Regions from separate parts of the Macaca mulatta genome. Here all the other regions are linked to region 3. The links are chromatin contacts, called in public Hi-C maps. All regions are on one chromosome and are shown on one strand. Each heading gives the region's core, a stretch centred on a gene start, on an enhancer-like site or on the middle of the called end of the contact. The rest is flanking DNA. Distances are from core to core; before and after follow the strand shown. Region 1 holds the start of RPL13A (ribosomal protein L13a). Region 2 holds the start of PTOV1 (PTOV1 extended AT-hook containing adaptor protein). Region 3 holds the start of PRMT1 (protein arginine methyltransferase 1).

Region 1 (3,759 bases), core at 573-3,072, 210 kb before region 3:
CTGCCTTGGCCTCCCAAAGTGCTGGGATTACAGGCGTGAGCCACCGCGCCCATCCGAGAACATTTCTGTCATGGCCACGTTCTCTTGGACAGCAATGCCCTAGCACACAGTAAGCGCTTGCTGGGAATGGTGGTGTTTTGGGAATAATCTGTGCCCCGCCCTGAGCTGTTTCTTTCCGTCTCCTCTGTCAGCGGATCCTAAACAACCCAGTGAGACAGACACATCTATCATCCCATTTTACAGGGGAGGACACTGAGGCACACAGAGGGGAGTCACCAGCCAGAGGATGCATAGCCGGCACACAGAGGAAGTGGGCTAGAGGCTGGTCCCTTCCTTGGGCCCAATACCCCTCTCATTCCCTCCCCAGGATGGAGGCAACGCCAGAACGCAGCACCGGCCCCACTTACCCAACTCTGTACAAAGGCCTTGTCCCCATGAAATTGTATATAAATCATCCTTTTCTACCAGCTCTGGCCAAGTCTGTCTGTGGATGGGTGTGAATGGGGTCGTTCTGATTTCAGAATCTTGGTTTTTCAGTTGCAATGCAATGTTTCATTCAATACGTGTTTTCTGAGGTCCCCTGAAGCCCCGGGCCAGCACTGGGCAATGCCAGAGCCCGGATTTGAGTCAGAACCAGCCCAGTCGCCCCAGGTCTCCTAGGCTATGGACGAGAAGACAAGGGACTCAGCGAGCCTGGGTGCAGGATGCCATAGGCTCCTATGGAGATAGCACAGAGGCAGTGTGAGAGCCCGCGGAGGGCAGCTCACCCAGGTTGGAACATCAAAGAGGCTTTCCAGAGCCAAAGGGCATTGCGATGGTGACAAGCCAGATTTGGAGGGGTTGGGGAGGGCATCCTGGGCAAGGGACCCAACTGAAGCAAAGGCCGACAGTCCAGAAAGTGAGAAGTTCCTCTGAGGAACGCTCAGCGGATTGGTGCAGCCAGGCATCTAGAAGCCATTCCTTCATAAACTCTTAGAGCCCCTGGAGAAGACCACCTCCACCTGTTTTACAGAAGGAGAAACTGAGGCCCGGATAAGGCCAGGGGTTTGTCCAGGTCAGAGTGAAGTCGACCAGACACAAGAATCCAAATCTCCAAGCCTAGAATGGGCAGGACGCCGGGGCTCACGCCGCTAAACCCAGCACTTTGGGAGGCTGAAACGGGAGGATCGCTTGAGCCCAGGAATTCGAGACCAGCCTGGCCAAACATGTCAAGACTCCCCAAAAGCCCGGGCCACAACAACAACAACAAAAAATAAATAAATATATATATATATCCCTTGAGCCCGGGAAGTCGAGGCTGCGGTGAGCCAGGATCGCCCCACTGCACTCCGGCCTGGACGACAGAGCGACATCCTGTCTCAGAAAATAAAGTAAGCCTGAACTGTGCGCGGAAGGGCGGGCCTGGCGGGTCTGGTCTCCCCCTGCGGGCCACCAGAAGCCCTGCAGCCTTCAGTCGCTAGAAAGGGTAATGCCGCTTCCCCTCACAAACATGGCGGACAGGGCGTCTGAACGAGATGAACAGCCTCTCAAAAACATGGCCGCCGAGGCTGGACGGCAGCACCCCAGCAGCACCGCCTCCACGCCCCACGTGATCTCTCGCAGGGCACAGCGCGGACTGCGAAGGGTCCAACCGGAAGAATGTCCGGATTGGACATTCGGAAGAGGACCCGCCTTCCCTGGGGAATCTCTGCGCACGCGCAGAACGCTTTGACCAATGAAAACACAGAAAGCTGTTCGCGCAGTCCGCGTTGCGTCACTTCTGCCGCCCCTGTTTCAAGGGATAAGAAACCCTGCGACAAGACCTCCTCCTTTCCCAGGCGGCTGCCGAAGATGGCGGAGGTGCAGGTGCGGGCTCCGCGCGGGCCGGGGCGGCACGGGGTCGCACGGGGCCGCACGGGGCCGGGTGGGATCCAGGCCGGAATGGGGTTGCACCCTCTCTGTCCTCCTACATGTTTTGTGGAGCTTAACGTCCACAATTAAGCAAAATGGAAGTCTTTTGGGATAAGGGGCATCTGTAGGAAATGCCGCGGCTCCCTTTAGGCCTAAGGGTTGGCTACAATGCGGCATTTCCTTCTCGAGGTGAGGGTGACGGAGCTTCCAGCACAGGACAGGTATTTTACAACTAGACTTCGCTTACCTTGAACTCGGGTAGTGGCTGGGGTCCCTGGGGTCGAGTCTTGACCGAATTGGACCTTTGTGTGCTCTCAGCGATGAGGAACGCGCGGAAGTGTGACCGGGCGGTGTCGGGTCAATGAGTTTTGGCCAAAATGGAAGGTATTTTCATCCCGCCCAGTGCGCGGGCTACTTTGATCTCACGTGGAGGTGTTAATCGGGGTCCCCTGGCGCTCCGGTTGTTTTAATTCTCAATGCCTTTCTGCGGGGGGTCGAGAGAGCTGTTGGCTGCCGGATACTCAGGAATGAACTCGTTTTCCCTGGTTTTGGGGATTGGCGATTGTCCTGAGGCGTGTTACTGGAACTCGAGAGCTGTGATGAATGGTTCCACAAGGTTGGAACATCTTTTGGGCTTGCAGACAACTACGGGTCCTTTCCCTGGCTCCTGGTGTAGCTACTTAAGTAAAAAGAAGGGGTTGGCCCTGGAAAGGTTTTTTTGTCTGTGGTTGGGGCGGGGGCGGACATTTCAGAGCCAGGCCAATCTAGGCAGGTTGTGTTCACCAAGCCTGTGTCTTTGTGCCCAGCACAGTTTGCAATGATTTGCGTAGTTCGCTTAACGATATTCTCGAGGTAGATAGGGTATCCTCCTTTTACAGAGGAGGAAATTAAAGCTTGGTGATTGGTGATTTTTGGCCAAGGTCACGACTTCAGGAAGTCTGTTTGGATTTAGATTCTTTGTACCAACGCTTACAAAGCCTGTGTAATAACAAGTGTGTGCTTCATGCTTTTGCGTTAAAACAATGAGGATTTCTACTCTTTTAGTTATTTTCTGAGACGGAGTCACTGTGACGCCCAGGCTGGAGTGGAATGGTGCGATCTTGGATTATTGCAACCTCTGCTTCCCGAGTTCAAGTGATTCTCCTGCCTCAGCCTCCCGAGTAGCTGGGACTGCAGGGGCCCGCCACGACGCTCAGCTTATTTTTGTGTTTTTAGTAGAGACAGGGTTTCACCCTATTCGCCAGGATGGTCTCGAACTCCTGACCTCAAGTGATCTGCCCGCCTAGGCCTCTCAAAATGCTGGAATTACAGGCGTGAGCCCCCGCGCCCGGCCAGGATTTCTGCTCTGGAGGAAGCTGAGGTTTGGTGTCTGAGCAGTTTACCCGGGAAAGCAGAGTGACTCTATAGCAGAGCTAGCATGGACTTTTGACTACCTAATCTCATCCCACCTGAAATTCGGTTTTCTTCCAAATTAAATTCGTGGTAGGAAGACCTTGTACCTTAGAAGAGAATTAGATTGTGTTATCCTACAATTGATTGGCCACGGTGGCTCAAGCCTGTAACCCCAGCATTTTGGAAGGCTGAGGCAGGCGGATCACTTGAGCCAGGAGTACAAGAGCAGCCTAGGCAACATAACAAAACCCTGACTCAACAAAAGTACAAAAATTTGCTGCGTGTGGTGGTGTTTGCCTGTAGTCCCAGCTACTCATGAGGCCCAGGTAGGAGGATTGCTTGATCCTGGGAGGTCGACAGCCTGTGCAACAGCAAGACCCTGTCTCAAAAACAAATCCTACAGTTTATTAGCTTCAAGGTCTTCTAACTGGATAGTCAGGGGGCAGAGCCTTGCTGGTCTTCATTCAAATCCTGTTG
Region 2 (3,740 bases), core at 674-3,173, 180 kb after region 3:
ACACCCTCATATACCTTTCTCCATGCTTATACAATTCAGGGCATTCAAACTCATGCATGTCCTGGTGGGTTCTGAGGGATGGGAAGGCATTAACTAGGTAGAGAACAGGAAGGATGGGAAAGAGTTTTTTGGGGGGGCAGCAGCAGGGTCCACAGTACCAAGTTTGGATTTAATTCTAAGGGGATTGGGATGGGAAGCCATTGGATGGTTTTGATTATTGCAGTGACAGAGAAGGCAGCAAGAGTTAGGAGGCGTCACCCAGGCAAGAGATCTCGATGGTTTGGACCAACAAGAATGGGGAGAAGTAAAGATTCAGGGAGATTAAAGAAGCTCCTGTCTGGGTTTTCTCCTTCCTGCTGCCAGGTTGTCCTCACATGGGTGATTGACAGGGCATTGGAGGTACCTGTTGATAACTAACTTGCAGTTTGTGTCCAGGGAGCACTGATTCTGTTTGGCCACAATCCAGGTTGGATTTGGGGCTTAAGGCTGGGCTCCAGTCAGCCCTGGGAATCCCCTGGGCAGGAGGCTTAGTGGGGGCAGGGAAACATGGACAGGCCTACAGGTTCTTCTGCCATTTCACTGGCCACTCCTCGGTGTCCTTTGCTGGTTGCTTCTCATTGTCGTGACTGTTAAAGGGATGAGTGTCCCAATCTCTTTGGGATCTTATCCAGTCTCCATTCAAATACTGATGACTCCCGAATTTCTCTCTGCAGGATATGACATCAAAATCTACCTACATTGTTTAGTCAATATCCCAAACAGAAGTAGGGATTCCCTCCCTAACCTCCTACAGCTGTGTCTATTTCTCCTGTCTACCTTCACTCGGCTCCACCCACACTGGCTCCCTTTTATTCCTTCTACTTTCAGGATTTGTCTTTGCTGTTCTGTCCTCTTGGCACACTTTTCCAGCCATCTGGAATGGCAGGTTGCTCACAGGTCACTTTCTTGACTTCCCTTGCTTGCTAACTTTACCTCCCTATGGTCATATCCCATCGCCCTGTGGATATGTGCTAGTTAACACTTAGCACAGCCTGTGATTATGCCTCTCCCCAGTGGACCGTGGGGTCTGTGAGGGACCTGGTCTGATTCGGTCGTTGCCGTGCACAGAACCGGACAGGGTACTCGTAACAGATTTTTGTTGTTAAGAAAATCTAACCTTTGAGTAGTGGCTGCGTCAAGCATTTGATCCACATAACCACTCTAGGGTTAGATGTTACCCACGTTGAAGGAACAAAAATCGAGGGAAAAATCTTATACAACAACTAGTAAGCGGCTACGCAGTCATTTCATTTTAGCAGAGCGAATGAGCGAATCCACGGAAGGCCGGGGAGCGAGGCGAGTGGCTTGGAGTAGCCAGGGACGGCGGGCGGAGCCTGGGTGCTGGGACTAATGGGCGGAGCCTCCGTGGACCGCTGCCCCCCCGCCAAGCCGCGCGGGGGCCGCTGGGAGTTGGAGTCCCCTGCCCACCTCGCCACGTCACCGCCTGCAAACCTTCAGCTCTCCCCTCAGGCTCGGGTGCAATCCGTACTCTCAGTGGGTTCCCTTTTAGTGGGTTCCCTTGTCCCCAGGCCCATTATTCTGTCCTCCTCTCTTCCCTTATGTCTTTTGGCGCGGTCTCCCGGCTCTGCGGGTCCAGGGCTCCGGATGAGGTCTCCCGCCGTCCCGACCCCGGCAAGGGGCCAGCTTGGTGTCGCCTTCGTTCTTCTGCCACCCCGTTTGGTAGGGAATCCCGCTCCCGCCACGCCCCCTGAAGTTGTTGCTCGCGCGTCTTCCCAGGCCCTCCCCCGCGCCGGAGCTGCCCGCCCGACCGCCGAGCCCACACTCCGCTCCCGCCAGGGCCCCGCTCCCCCGCGCCGCCTTGGTACGCTCCGGCCACGCCCCCTCGGACGCGCTTGATACGCGCCGGGCTCCCCCACTCGCCTCAGTGGTTCGGCCGCCGCGACCCCACTCCGGCGGCGCGTCCACCGAGCTTGGTGCGGCTCAGCCCGTCTCCCCCGAAGCCGCGCGCCCGCGCTCCTCAGTCGGTGGAGCCTGCAGCCCCCCTTGTGGCCCGCGGCAGCTCCCCGCCCGCTCGGCCCGCGCCCGCCATGGTCCGTCCGCGCCGTGCCCCGTACCGCTTCGGCGCCGGGGGCCCCCTCGGGGGTCGCGGCCGCCCCCCGCGGCCCCTCGTAGCGCGCGCTGTCCGCTCGCGCTCCTGGCCGGCCAGCCCCCGAGGCCCGCAGCCTCCGCGGATCCGGGCCCGCTCGGCCCCTCCCATGGTGAGCCCCCCGCCCTTTTTCCAGAGCCTTCCACGGCCCCGCCCCCCCAGCCCCTACCCCGGGCTCACGCCTTTGTCCGCGGCCCCCGCCGCTCCGGGATGTCCCCTGTGGCCCGAAGGGTGGTGCCGCCCGGGGCCGGGTTCCCCCGTGGAGCCCCCGGTGGTTCGCGCCGCGCTCTCCCCTTTGTTGCGCGTTCGGGCCGGGGTGGGGGGGTGGGGGACGGGGGCGGGGCGGGCTCAAATTACTGCTGACTCTGCGGCCGGATTTAAACGCGGGTGGGGGGCGGCGGACAGGCGGCCAGCACGCGCGTTTGTTTTTCCCGATTGGAAAGTTGCTCTCTCCGGGCAGGAAACCTGGAAATGGGGGCGGGGGTTGGGGGACAGCGGCGAGGGAGGGGCCCGCGCTTTGTACCAGCGCCCCCAGATGTCGCACCCGTGGGCGTTCTCCCTGGGGCCCGCGCTGTGCCGGTGGAGTGCGCACCTAGAATGTGCGCCCGCGCCCAGATGTGGGATGCTTTGATGGACTGCCGTGAGCCCAGACCTTAAACGTAAACATTCAGCTTCGCAGGTACTTTGGGCTGCACAGGCTTTCCCGGACCCAAAAGACGCACATGCTTTTCAGAAACCCTTAGTAAGGTTTACCTGGGGCTGTAAAACTGCACATCGCGACTTTGCACCGTGCACACGCTTGCCCCAATGTGAGATATCACTTGGGTTCGCGCTCCAGTCCGCTTTTTAAATACATTCCCCAGCGGTGTGGATGGCACAGAGCTGTGGCAGCCCTACTGAAACCTTAAAACAGGCTTCCTGGGGTCATAAACATGGATACCCAGACTCAGATCACCTCCCAGAACTTAAACGTATCCCTTCACTCCACTGTCTTTGCCCCTTCCTGCAGCATTCGCATCTAGTCGTTCAAAAGTGCTTTCCGGGCCCTCAGACATGCAGCCCAAGGCTTTAAACCTCAGTGTAGGTACTGGATGGGCTTCCCTGTGCAGTAGGGATGTCAGGCGCGCACAGTTTTGCACACACTTGCCAAGATGTGAGATTTCCTTTAGGTTGCACCTTACCTGTCGTTTTTAAATGTGATCGTCCCATCTTGATATGCTGCTCCTGCTGTGGAAGGTATCCCTGGGTTTTAGGCATGCATGCCTGCTCTTTACTATGGCTCCAGATCCCAGCATCTTTTGAAGTCCTGAGTCAACCTGCCCTCCTAAACAAGCAGACATTAAGTATGTCGCTTGGGCCCTTAAGTGCGTTTGCCTGATTTTTACCCATCTTTGTGGCAGTAAATGCATAAGTGTCACTGTATATGCGGACTTGTGTATGCAGTCTAGATATCCCAGGTCCCAGCACCATAAACAACTTGTATGTTGCAAGTGTACCCTCATCTCTAAAGCCACCTCCAGCTGTGCGTTTTAATACATCTTCTCAGATGCTGGATGTCCCGTATGGTGCCTGAAGCCCCCGGGGCAACATCCAC
Region 3 (4,145 bases), core at 887-3,386:
CTGTCTCCTAGGCTGGAGTGCAGTGGGGCGATCTCGGCTCACTGCAACCTCTGCCTCCCGGGTTCAAGTGATTCTACTGCCTCAGCTTCCCAAGCAGCTGGGACTACAGGCGCCCGCCACCACGCCCGGCTAATTTTCGTTTTTTTAGTAGAGACGGGGTTTCACCATATTGGCCAGGCTGGTCTCGAACTCCTCACCTTGTGATCCGTCCACCTAGGCCTCCCAAAGTGCTGAGATTACAGGCGTGAGTCATCGCGCCCGGCCTAATTTTTTTTCTTTTTTTTGAGACAAGAGTCTGTCGCCCCGGCTAGAGTGCAGTGGCGCGATCTCGGCTCACTGCAAGCTCCACCTCCTAGGTTCAAGCCATCCTCCTGCCTCAGCCTCCCGAGTAGCTGGGACTACAGGAGCACGCCGCCACGCCCGGCTAATGTTTTGTATTTTTAGTAGAGACGGGGTTTCACCATGTTAGCCAGGATGGTCTCGATCTCCTGACCTTGTGATCCGCCTGCCTCGGCCTCCCAAAGTGCTGGAATTACAGGCATAAGACACCGCGCCCGGCCGCCCGGCCAAATTTTTTTTTTTTTTTTTTTTTTTTTTTTTTGAGACGGAGTCTCGCTGTGTGGCCCAGGCTGGAGTGCAGTGGCCGGATCTCAGCTCACTGCAAGCTCCGCCTCCCAGGTTTATGCCATTCTCCTGCCTCAGCCTCCCGAGTAGCTGGGACTACAGGCGCCCGCCACCTCGCCCGGCTAGTTTTTTGTATTTTTTTTTAGTAGAGACGGGGTTTCACCGTGCTAGCCAGGATGGTCTCGATCTCCTGACCTCGTGATCCGCCCGTCTCGGCCTCCCAAAGTGCTGGGATTACGGGCTTGAGCCACCGCGCCCGGCCAATTTTTGTATTTTTAATAGAAATGGGCGTTTCACCATGTTGGCCAGACTGGTGTCGAACTCCTGACTTCAAGTGATCCGCCCGCCTCCGCCTCCCAAAGTGCTGGGATTACAGGCGTGAGCCACTGCGCCCGAATCCTATCGGAAATTTTTAAGTCTCAGGCGTTTGCCAGCGGCACGCCAGAGAGTATAGCCTGCACCGAGGCCCAGAAACCAAAGAGCGAGCTCATTCCGGGATTGGAGAGGAGTGTGAGCGGAGGGAAGCAGAGGGATCAGAGAGAGGAGGGGCAGGACCCACGCATTCGGCCCTTTGCATTCAGCCTCATTCAACTAGGAACTTTTCCTGCAAATCAAGCAAAGCTTCCCGGAGGAAGTGGTGCCTAAGCTGCGCTCTGATTCTCGTTTAGAAGCTGACAAGACAAAGAGAGGTGGGCGGTCCTGGCAGGGGGAGGGACTCGGCAAAAACCAAGTACCTTGAGAGGGGTTGATGGGTTTTAAAAACTTTGAATGATTATGTCAAAGGCTAGGGATTTAATGTGTTGACTGCGGACTCCTATTCCTCACTTGCTTGGGGACCCCAGCGATGCCATTCCTCTCTCTGGGCCTCTCACTGATTCAGTTTTTCTCCCAGGTAATGAGCACAAGCTCCCTTTTTCCTCGAGACTCCCCCCGGGTTGGGAGGATCCACCGAGTGGACTAGGCGTGATCGTTCCTTTGAGCCAATCGTTGGTGCCTGAAGCCCCGCCTTCTTCCCCACCCGTGGGCCAATTGTCGTGTTCTCCTTGAGACTGGCCGCTTGGCGAGGGTGAAAGGCCGCGTGACGTCACTTCCGGATAAACCAATGGCAGCGATTAAGAGGCGGGTCGTTTTGGTGATGGACAGTTGTTTCAAGACGCCCCTTTAGCGCGGGGCTCCCCGGGAAGCTTTGAGGCGGTGCTGGGGGTAAAGGGGCGGGCATTCCTCGTGGATTTTGCCCAATCACCAGTCGCGCTTCTTGCAATAGACGGGCAGTTTTCCCCATCTCGGGTCGACTTGAGGGGGCGGGATTCTGGACGCCAGTGTTGGCAAACCCCTGACCTATGATGGACGTATTCTCCAGCCAATTATCAGACGGTATTCTCAGACGGGCCGCCTCCATTGCCAATGAAATCTTCCAGCGGGGTCGCGGTAGGCGGGCCGTGGACCCTCTGGTATAAGGCGGTCCCGGGGGAGTGAGGAGAAAGGGGGGGTCTTGGCGGCTGGAGGAGGAGTAGTTGCGGGTGAAGATGGCGGCAGCCGAGGCCGCGAACTGCATCATGGAGGTGAGCGCTTGGAGCGCCGCCGTGGGCGGGGGTCGGCTTTGGGTCGATGTTTCACGCCTCTGTGGTGGGGAAAGGGCTCTAAGTTGGCGACATGGGGTTGGAGGTCCCCCGCCGCACACGGGGGCGCCGCACGCTCCACATCCGGGGATATCGTTTGAGGTGACGGCTCCCTAGCTTTCAAGGGCCTTCGGCATCCGGCCTAGCGGAGGGTCTTATCCCCCCTCCCACGTGGAGGAGGGCTGGGGGCGCTTCCGGCCAGGCCCCCACGTGGCCGCGGCGCGGTGGGTGGGGAGGGGGTGTGCCGAGTCCGGTGGCCCGGCGGGCTCCACGTGCGGGACAAAGGCCCCGCCCCCGGCCGGGGAGGGGCGCCCGGGGGGGCGGGGAGGGGGTCCGACCCTCCTGAGGCCCCCAGCCCTCCTACCCAGGGACCCGGGCACACGTCGTGGGGTGGGATCGACCTGGGGCCCTCCACGATGTAGAGTGTCTTTTGGGAGGAGCAGTGCCTTTTACAACCTCCTTCCGAGCTCCAGGGGCATCTATTGGGATATCGGCCCTGGATTTGTGCGTTCTGGATTAGGGACTGGAGGAAAACCAAGAATGGGGCCCCCCTGACCCCATTTCCCCTCCTAGAGTTCTCCCCCTCACCCAGGGCTTTAGGTGTTGGGGGATGGGGCATGCCCCTGTGACCTCCCTCTGGGTGGTGGTGGGGCATCTAGATGGAGATTTTCCCACTAATAGGCGCCGTGCACCCCCTTGTGGCCATTTCTGGGTGTGTGGGAGGGACATCTTTTTCATGGGGCGTGTCCTGAAGCCCACCTCCCGTCGGATTTCTTCCTGGAGGGCGGAGGGAGGAGGGTACGTCCGCTGGGAAGGAGTTGTGGGAAATACGTAGGCTGAGAGCTTTACCCTCTGCTGGAGCGCTTTCTCTCTCCTGGGCCTTTGTGAGGGCGGGAGATGACCTCCCCCTTCCTGAAGCCCTGTGTAGGGGTCCTGAGCCCCGGGGTCCTGAGGGTGGGTGCCTGAAATGGTTTCAAGTGAGGTTTGGTTCTCGTGCAGCCATGTGGGGGAGGTTTCAGTCTTGCGTTTTAAGCCTTCGGGCTGGGGTTGTCTGGCAGTAGTTTTCAGTGGTGGTGATAAATGGGCCCCAGCGGGAAACCCCCGCAGCACCTTTCTTATAGGCATCCCCGCTGGCTTGGGAGAGCTGGGGGGAGGGTGTTTGGAGCCTAGTAGGTCATGGCCAGTGACGTGGCCCTTCTTGGAGTGGTCACATCTGGAAGAGATGTAATCTGATGGGGCCTCTGTCCTTCCACCCCTTTACCCATGGCATTGACTGGGGGGGCAGGTCAGCTGTAAGCTGTCAGGATGCAGCTCCCAGGGGTCACTGTAATGACTTCGCACCCTCTTGGCTGTCTCCTGCACCTGGGGCTCTGTGGGCGGAGGAAATAACTTTCCCAGAGGTGGCCTCAGGCTTGGCCGCACCTGGAAGTCTTCAGGACCTGGGATGGGTGTCTGAAATGGGGGCGATGGGCTGACTCCCCAAGCTACTTTTTTTTTTTTTTTTTTTTTTTTTTTTTGAGACGGAGTCTTAATCTGTCACCAAGGCTGGAGTGCAATGGCTTGATCTCGGCTCATTGCAACCTCCGCTTCCTGGGTTCAAGCGATTCTCCTGCCTCAGCCTCTTGAATAGCTGGGATGACAGGCACCCGCCACCAGGCCCAGCTAATTTTTGTATTTTTAGTAGAGATGGGGATTCACCATGTTGGTCAGGCCGGTCTCAAACTCCTGACCTAAGGTGACCCACCCGCCTCTGCCTCCCAAACTGCTGGGATTACAGGTGTGAGCCACCGCGCCCCCAAGCCACTTTCTGGAGCCCGCTCATTCTTAAGAGGGTCCAGGAGCTGCCCATCCTCCATGGGACCCTACCTTCGTGGGCAGAGGGTCATAAGGGAGCGGGTTGGT

Evidence for each region. Hi-C and Micro-C count contacts between places; a contact is called where the count stands out from the background.
Region 1: a Hi-C map of fetal cortex germinal zone shows a contact between it and region 3, with 4 times the contacts expected there. The contact joins the promoter of RPL13A here to the promoter of PRMT1 in region 3. A contact is called at or near these places in 3 of 14 Hi-C or Micro-C datasets (blood, fetal cortex germinal zone and liver).
Region 2: a Hi-C map of fetal cortex germinal zone shows a contact between it and region 3, with 2.1 times the contacts expected there. The contact joins the promoter of PTOV1 here to the promoter of PRMT1 in region 3. A contact is called at or near these places in 2 of 14 Hi-C or Micro-C datasets (fetal cortex germinal zone and fetal cortical plate).

What each region holds. Positions count from the first base shown.
Region 1 is chr19:61,918,283-61,922,041 of T2T-MMU8v2.0, forward strand. It overlaps RPL13A (ribosomal protein L13a), which reads left to right and starts at 1,823. Exons shown (of 8, transcript NM_001195419.1): 1 at 1,823-1,845. The coding sequence starts at 1,831. It overlaps FLT3LG (fms related receptor tyrosine kinase 3 ligand), which reads left to right. Exons shown (of 9, transcript XM_028839690.2): 9 at 192-467.
Region 2 is chr19:62,313,392-62,317,131 of T2T-MMU8v2.0, forward strand. PTOV1 (PTOV1 extended AT-hook containing adaptor protein) reads left to right here and starts at 1,924. Exons shown (of 13, transcript XM_077980983.1): 1 at 1,924-2,258. The coding sequence starts at 2,088. All of the region lies in intron 12 of VRK3 (VRK serine/threonine kinase 3), which reads right to left.
Region 3 is chr19:62,128,752-62,132,896 of T2T-MMU8v2.0, forward strand. It overlaps PRMT1 (protein arginine methyltransferase 1), which reads left to right and starts at 2,137. Exons shown (of 9, transcript XM_077981014.1): 1 at 2,137-2,186. The coding sequence starts at 2,151.